Regions from separate parts of the Ovis aries genome. Here region 1 is linked to region 2. Evidence: chromatin contacts called from public Hi-C data. All regions are on one chromosome and are shown on one strand. The core of a region is the stretch at or near the end of the contact, and the rest is flanking DNA. Distances in the headings are between cores, read along the strand shown. Region 1 holds the start of AIG1 (androgen induced 1). Region 2 has its middle 260 kb from the start of TRNAF-GAA.

Region 1 (3,096 bases), core at 515-3,014, 370 kb before region 2:
TCTAAATAACCTAAGTTTGCACAGTTGAAAGGGGACATGATTTCTAATGCTCTGATCCATATTTATTAGAATCTCAGGACTGCAGGTTTCACTGAGTCTATGGAAGATTAGAAAAGGTAGAGCCCGTGGATGAACTAATCAACCCAAGACGACCTTCTGTCAAGACAAGTCTGACTTTGTTTTTCAAGCAAATATAAAGATAGTTCTAGTGACACCAGTCCATCTTCTGAAAGCTAAAAGGAACAGATAAATACAGCACAGAGCCTTGTCATGTGCTTGAGCCTTGGATGAATGGGGCAGAAGAAAGGAGAACTGGCAGGCAATAGCCATGTTCAGAGGCAGATCCGTTTCAAGAAAGACCTGGAAGTTGAGGAACTGAAAATTGAAACCCCTGAAACACTATGTCCTGGGCAGTCTTGGTGCCCAATTTGGAGAGTGCTGAGAAAAAAATGACTTTAATTCCTCTCAGAACATATCTAACAAGATACAGATTTAAAATGGCATTTCTACACAAAACTCCCGCTGACTGCATTTCTTTGAAGGATCCTCAGCCTTTGGAAGCATCTCAAAACAGTTATCAAGTTCTCTTCATCAAAATGAAGGGTCAACAATAAGAGATTACAATCTCGTTTGTGCAGCGGAACCTCCTGTAGTGGTAGGTCTGGCGACCGGTTTTACTGGGTTCTACATTTTCTCTAGTCCCTAGAACTTCTCACTTTTCTCTGTTCGTACTTGACCATCTTTTACTGTGTGTTTGAGCTCGTCTTAGTCACCTATCACCTTGAAGTTCCTAGGTTCCACCCCATGTCCTTATTGAGTCTTATGCTCAGGCTGATTCTCTGGCCCTTTTAGTGCCAGAAGTTGTAAGCTGTCGAAAAGAAAGGGAACAAACTACAACTTCCAAGGCCATGATGTTGTGCCAACAGAGGAGTTGCTTATGCAAACTACTGTGAACTTTTACACGGTAAGATAGGGAGAAGTGCAGCGATGAGAATACATTTGGAAAATCTTTCTCTTCTAATGTTTCTGAGGACAAAGTTTGGAAGTAAATTAGTGACAAGGGGCAAAAAAACCAGATAAAAGGAAGACAACTTTATTAGGCGATTTCTCTTGTTTCTGAGGAGCTTTCTCTTCTTTGTGAGGAGGACTCTGGTCCTTTCAGAGGAAGCTTCAAGTCATTCGAAGATAGCCAGTGTCTTCCAGCTGCTGCAAATTGATCCCACGGTGGGTGCTCGGGAAAGCATCCTGGGGGTCGAATGGGTCCCAGGCCGCTCCTGATCAAGGTCGTCCGATCCATTTGCTAAGAGGAGAATCTTCCCAAGGCACCTCTTAGAAGCAGGTGTGTGTTCCCCTCCAAAGAGCCCACCACCTGGCTGCGACCCATCTGCACTTGTGCCCCAGCTACCAGGCAACGCTGGGTGCTTCCGAAGGTACTGCTGCGGGGGCAGCGGGGCCTTTGAGACGCAGTCACTGGGGAAGAATCGAGGACGCGGCTAGATGCCGGCGGCACGCGCGCAGACGCCGACGCACCCACAAACACACGCGGGTTCCGGGTGCGGGGAGGACGGGGGAGGGGAGGGGGGCGGCCTTACCAGATCAATGAACGTCAGGAATTTCCAGCTCCCTCCGTAGGTCTGATGCGAGGGCATTTCGATGGCCTTGTAGTTGCACAGGATAGAGCAGTAGGACAGCAGGATGGCCACCCGCAGCACCTGGCAGGGGACAAGCGCCATGTTCGCCAAAGGCCTGGGCGGCGGGGAGGACGGCGCCGGGCGCGGGCGGGCGCCGTGGGAACCCCGGGCGGGGCGGGGCGGGAGGAGGCGGGGCGCGCCCCGCGGGACCGGCGCGAGCGCGAGCGCGCGGGCGACCGCCCGGGCGGGGCGGCGTGTGCGGGCTCCGGCGGCGGCCGGGTGGGCGGCGTGGCGTCAGCTCTTTCGTCATCTCCGTCATTCTGCTGCTGCCTTCGCCAGCCCTGGAGACCTGGCCGGGGACACCCCTTCGGAGTCCCAGGAGCGGGTGGGCGGCCTCCGAGGGCGGCCGGGGCTCGAGGAGCGCGCATGGGGCTCCGGGAACCGCGGCCCGCGGCGTCTGCCGGGCGAAGACGGAGCGCGGCCCGGGCTGGGCGGGCGCGGGGCCGGGCACCGGGGCCTGGAAACCCGCTCGGAAGGAGGGGACCCCAGTGTGGACCAACGGTCCAGCTCGAGGACTTGCTGGCCGAGTGGCACCGTCGGAGGCGTGCACGTGGGGTGTAAACCGCGCATCCCACCCGCCTCCTGTGACTTGCTTGCGTTTGGACCCAGTTGGAATTTTAATGCTAGACTACCGTTAATCATTATGAAATTCCCTTGTTAATTCTATTCCAGCGGGCAGACTGCCCTGCACTTTTCCACTGAAGGTTTATATTAATAAATATCCTATCGATATATAACAAGACAGACTGGACAAAAAGTTTATAAATAAAATGTTATAAAGCAAGCATTGTCAGACAACAGTTCTATGCATTAAGGGCAAATTATACTGAGTCTAGATGTAAAATTCCTGTATGTAATTTAATACTAATCTTTTGAGAGTTAAACTGGTTTTGCCCCCCCTTTTTTTTTTTATGCTACAATGCCAGATCTTAATAGAAGGAAAATAAATATAAACTGGATTCCCTCTGCCTTCCAGTAAATGCTGTCACACTGAAGTTGCTTCAGTCTGTGGGCAGCGTCACATTTCAGCTAACCAGATGCAGCATCAGATTATGAAAAGACAACATAGGTATTTCCTGTTGGTACATTTAAAACAGGTGTCCTCTGCAAATAGTCTCCGAGTCAGAAAATGTGGAGTCAGAGCAGGATGAGCAGAGTGCCGGAGGTAAAGTAGCAACTCATGAATGTTTTCCTGAATTTTTCCACCCAAGCTCTTAACCCAGAGAAAACCAGTATATATTTTCTAATTGGCCTTATAATTATGCTAATAGAAATTATAGTGTTCCCCAAATCAAGATAATTCCAAGAAGATTCTACTAGCATAAAACTATTAATTACTGACAAAGCCTGATTTTATCTTCATGTAGAAGTTGGGTGCATTTTTTAAAACGTGTGTGTCCAATGC
Region 2 (2,807 bases), core at 251-2,750:
TCCTGTTTCTATGGCAATGAATAGGATGTTTTGCACCAAGAAACACTTTAAATGCCACTGGGGGAAGGTAAGAACCCCACACAGCTCTCTGCCGAGTAGAAAGGTGAAATGAGATGCTAAGAAGAGCTGAGAAGCGGAAAAGCTGGAATAGAGGTGGGAGGAGGGAGGAGGGAACTAGAGAAGCATCTGCGGGGAAAGAAAAATAAAATCAAGGCAGCAGTGTGGCAGGGGAGTCGGGTCCCTCAGAGCTGCAACCATTGCTACCAGAGCATCCATGAGTGCTCGAAATCCACGTGGAAGCTTCATAAGAACCACAGGGGTGGGTGGGGCGGTGGTCAGGCAGCCTTCGCCTGGAAGCAGTTGGGTGGCTGGAGCCAGGACCCAGGAGGCATCCCTAGACAAACTCATTATACAGGGCCCTCTGAAAGGTGACTTCCTGTGTATCTGTAAGGTGTGTGTGTGTGCTCAGCTGTGCTCTACGCTTTGCAACCCCATGGACTGTAGCCCACCAGGCTCCTCTGTCCATGGAATCTTCCAGGCAAGATACTGGAGCAGGTTGCCATTTCCTGCGCCAGAGGCTCTTCCCCACCCAGGGATCGAACCCACATCTCCTGTGTCTCCTGCATTGGCAAGTGGATTGTTTACCACTGAGCCACCTGCAAAGCCCAGCCTGTAAGGTAAAGAGGCTCAAATATTCTACCCTGTGAATGCTCACTGGGCACACATAGGCTGACACAAGGCCACTGGAATCAAGCTCTTCCACCTACAAGGTTAGACCCAAGATTTTGGTTCTAATCAGATGCCCCAGGATGGACTCTGGAAGGTTCTGTCATCTTCCTTTCTTTTATTGCCTTCTCTGATTGTTTAATTGTTTGGGTGGGGTTGTCCCACACGTGCTTATATGAAGGCAGTTATTTATAATAACACAAAATAAAAGGGATACAAAAGAGATCCTGGAAAATTAAAACAGCAGTAGGGAAAAGTTTCTTTCCCTCTTTCCCCTGTTTGACTTTCCCCAATCCATACACAAAAATATATGACCAAAGCAGCATTCTAAGAAACACTTTAGAACAATTAATATTTTCACCTGGCAGAGCTCTAAGTGGCATATCAAGTGGTTCTCACTTTTGGTTTTACTAATTCCTCCACTTGAGCCAAGCCAAATCCAATCAAACTCCATCCAACTTGAGGTTCCTGTTATATAAGGTTTTAAGAGCTATAAGCTGGAATTAAAGGCACAGTAACAGCAAGAGCCAATCAGAGGGAGCCTCAAAATAGCCCGGTCCCCGTGGAAGGCCAAGGCAGATGTATTTGTCCAGCTGCTTGATGGAGAAGGCCCCCAGGCCTCCCACTCACTCACCAGAGGCCCGTAAAAGGCTCACCTACAGCTGCTTGTGAAATTGGTTCCTTGTAAATGAAAGTCGACCAGGAGTCATAGGAGCCTATGGCAGCTGGACAGGGAGGGCTGGGGTGCCAAACAGAGCAGGAAATGGCCGGGGGCCAGGGTAAACAACCGGGGGCGGGAACTGAGGTGAGTATTTGTCCCAGGATAGCTCAGCGAGGTCCTGCTTTCCAAGGGTTTGGCCAGAGCCACCTGGTTTATTTTCAGTTCATCCGGGTATACCCTCATTGACTATGGAGCCTCACATTTGCATGTCTGCTTTAAGAGAGACCCTAACAAGTACACATAATAAAATGTTAATTTATGCCTTCTGCTAGAGTTGGGATTGAGTGTGGCTTGATGCAAACTGCAAAACAGAACAAATCTGGAAATTCTGGCAGGCAGCAGAGGAGGGTGGAGAGAGTGCGCTCCTCTGGGTTTGGAGGGGAGGCCGAGAGGAAGCTTCCTGGCCTGAAGCTCCCTGCAGACCCCAGCTGGGGCTTTCTCCAGCAGCTGGGCCCAGTTTCCCCAGCACAGCTGAGCAAGAGCCTTTCTGTCTCGAGAGCCCCGGGGCCCTGCAATGCAATAGTGACCAGCACTGGGCACAGAGCAGGGCCTTCACAAATCCTGGGGGAATTGATGAATAACACTAGGAATTTTCTGAAAATGAATGCTCCCTCCCATATTTTGGAAAATATCAGGTCTCACTTAGCTCTTTAAGAACTCCACACCCATCTCCACCTTAGAGGAGAAAGCTAGCACACAGTGATGTTCTGAGTTATCCTTAGAAGAAGGGATAACTCAGAAGTCCCCTGTGGGTCTCCAAATGCTTTTGACCCTAGACCAGTGCCCACTGCCTCAGGCCATCTTGTATAAACAACTCTTGCCATTGAGCTTTGCCCAGACAGCCCTATCCTGGTGCCAACCCCATGGCCGACACAAATATATGTCCTAAATTGGCCCTATCCCTAGGAATAAGACAGAAATTTCTTCTATTTATCCCTTTCCCCCATGCTTATTAACATCAAGCTGATACCATGCTCAGTTGCTCAGTCATGTCTCTTTGCAACCCTTTGGACTGTAGCCCTCCAGGCTCCTCTGTCCATGGGATTATCCAGACAAGAATACTGGAGTGGGTTGCCATTTCCTCCTCTAGGGGATCTTCCCGACCCAGGAATTGGACCCATGTCTCCCGTGTCTCCTGCCTTTCAGGCGAATTCTTTACTCGCTGAGCTATCTGGGAAGCCCAAGCTGATATCAGTGCAGGATTAAAATACACCAGCAGAATTCTGGCCAATCACTGTAAACACCTTTGGAGTTCCCTCTCAGGCCTGTGACACTGTTTCCCTGGGAAACACCCCCTCTCCACAAAAGAGAGCCTCAAGTAACTCTTCACCAGGAGCCCTCAACTTCCATCAGATATTGC

Evidence for each region. A called contact is a pair of places that touch in the nucleus more often than the background predicts.
Region 1: a contact with region 2 is called in a Hi-C map of muscle, with 4 times the contacts expected there. The contact joins the promoter of AIG1 here to the enhancer-like site in region 2. A contact is called at or near these places in 5 of 16 Hi-C or Micro-C datasets (hypothalamus, liver, muscle and 2 more).

The regions. Positions count from the first base shown.
Region 1 is chr8:67,706,769-67,709,864 of ARS-UI_Ramb_v3.0, reverse strand. AIG1 (androgen induced 1) reads right to left here and starts at 1,764. Exons shown (of 5, transcript XM_060419759.1): 1 at 1,593-1,764. The coding sequence starts at 1,733.
Region 2 is chr8:67,337,539-67,340,345 of ARS-UI_Ramb_v3.0, reverse strand. No RefSeq gene overlaps it. Among named protein-coding and RNA genes, the nearest start is that of TRNAF-GAA, 260 kb to the right of the region's middle. Within about 2 kb of position 1,500, at least 7 of the 54 cell types and tissues checked have an H3K27ac peak or open chromatin away from gene starts, as enhancers often do. A contact at or near this core is called in muscle, where this site is marked.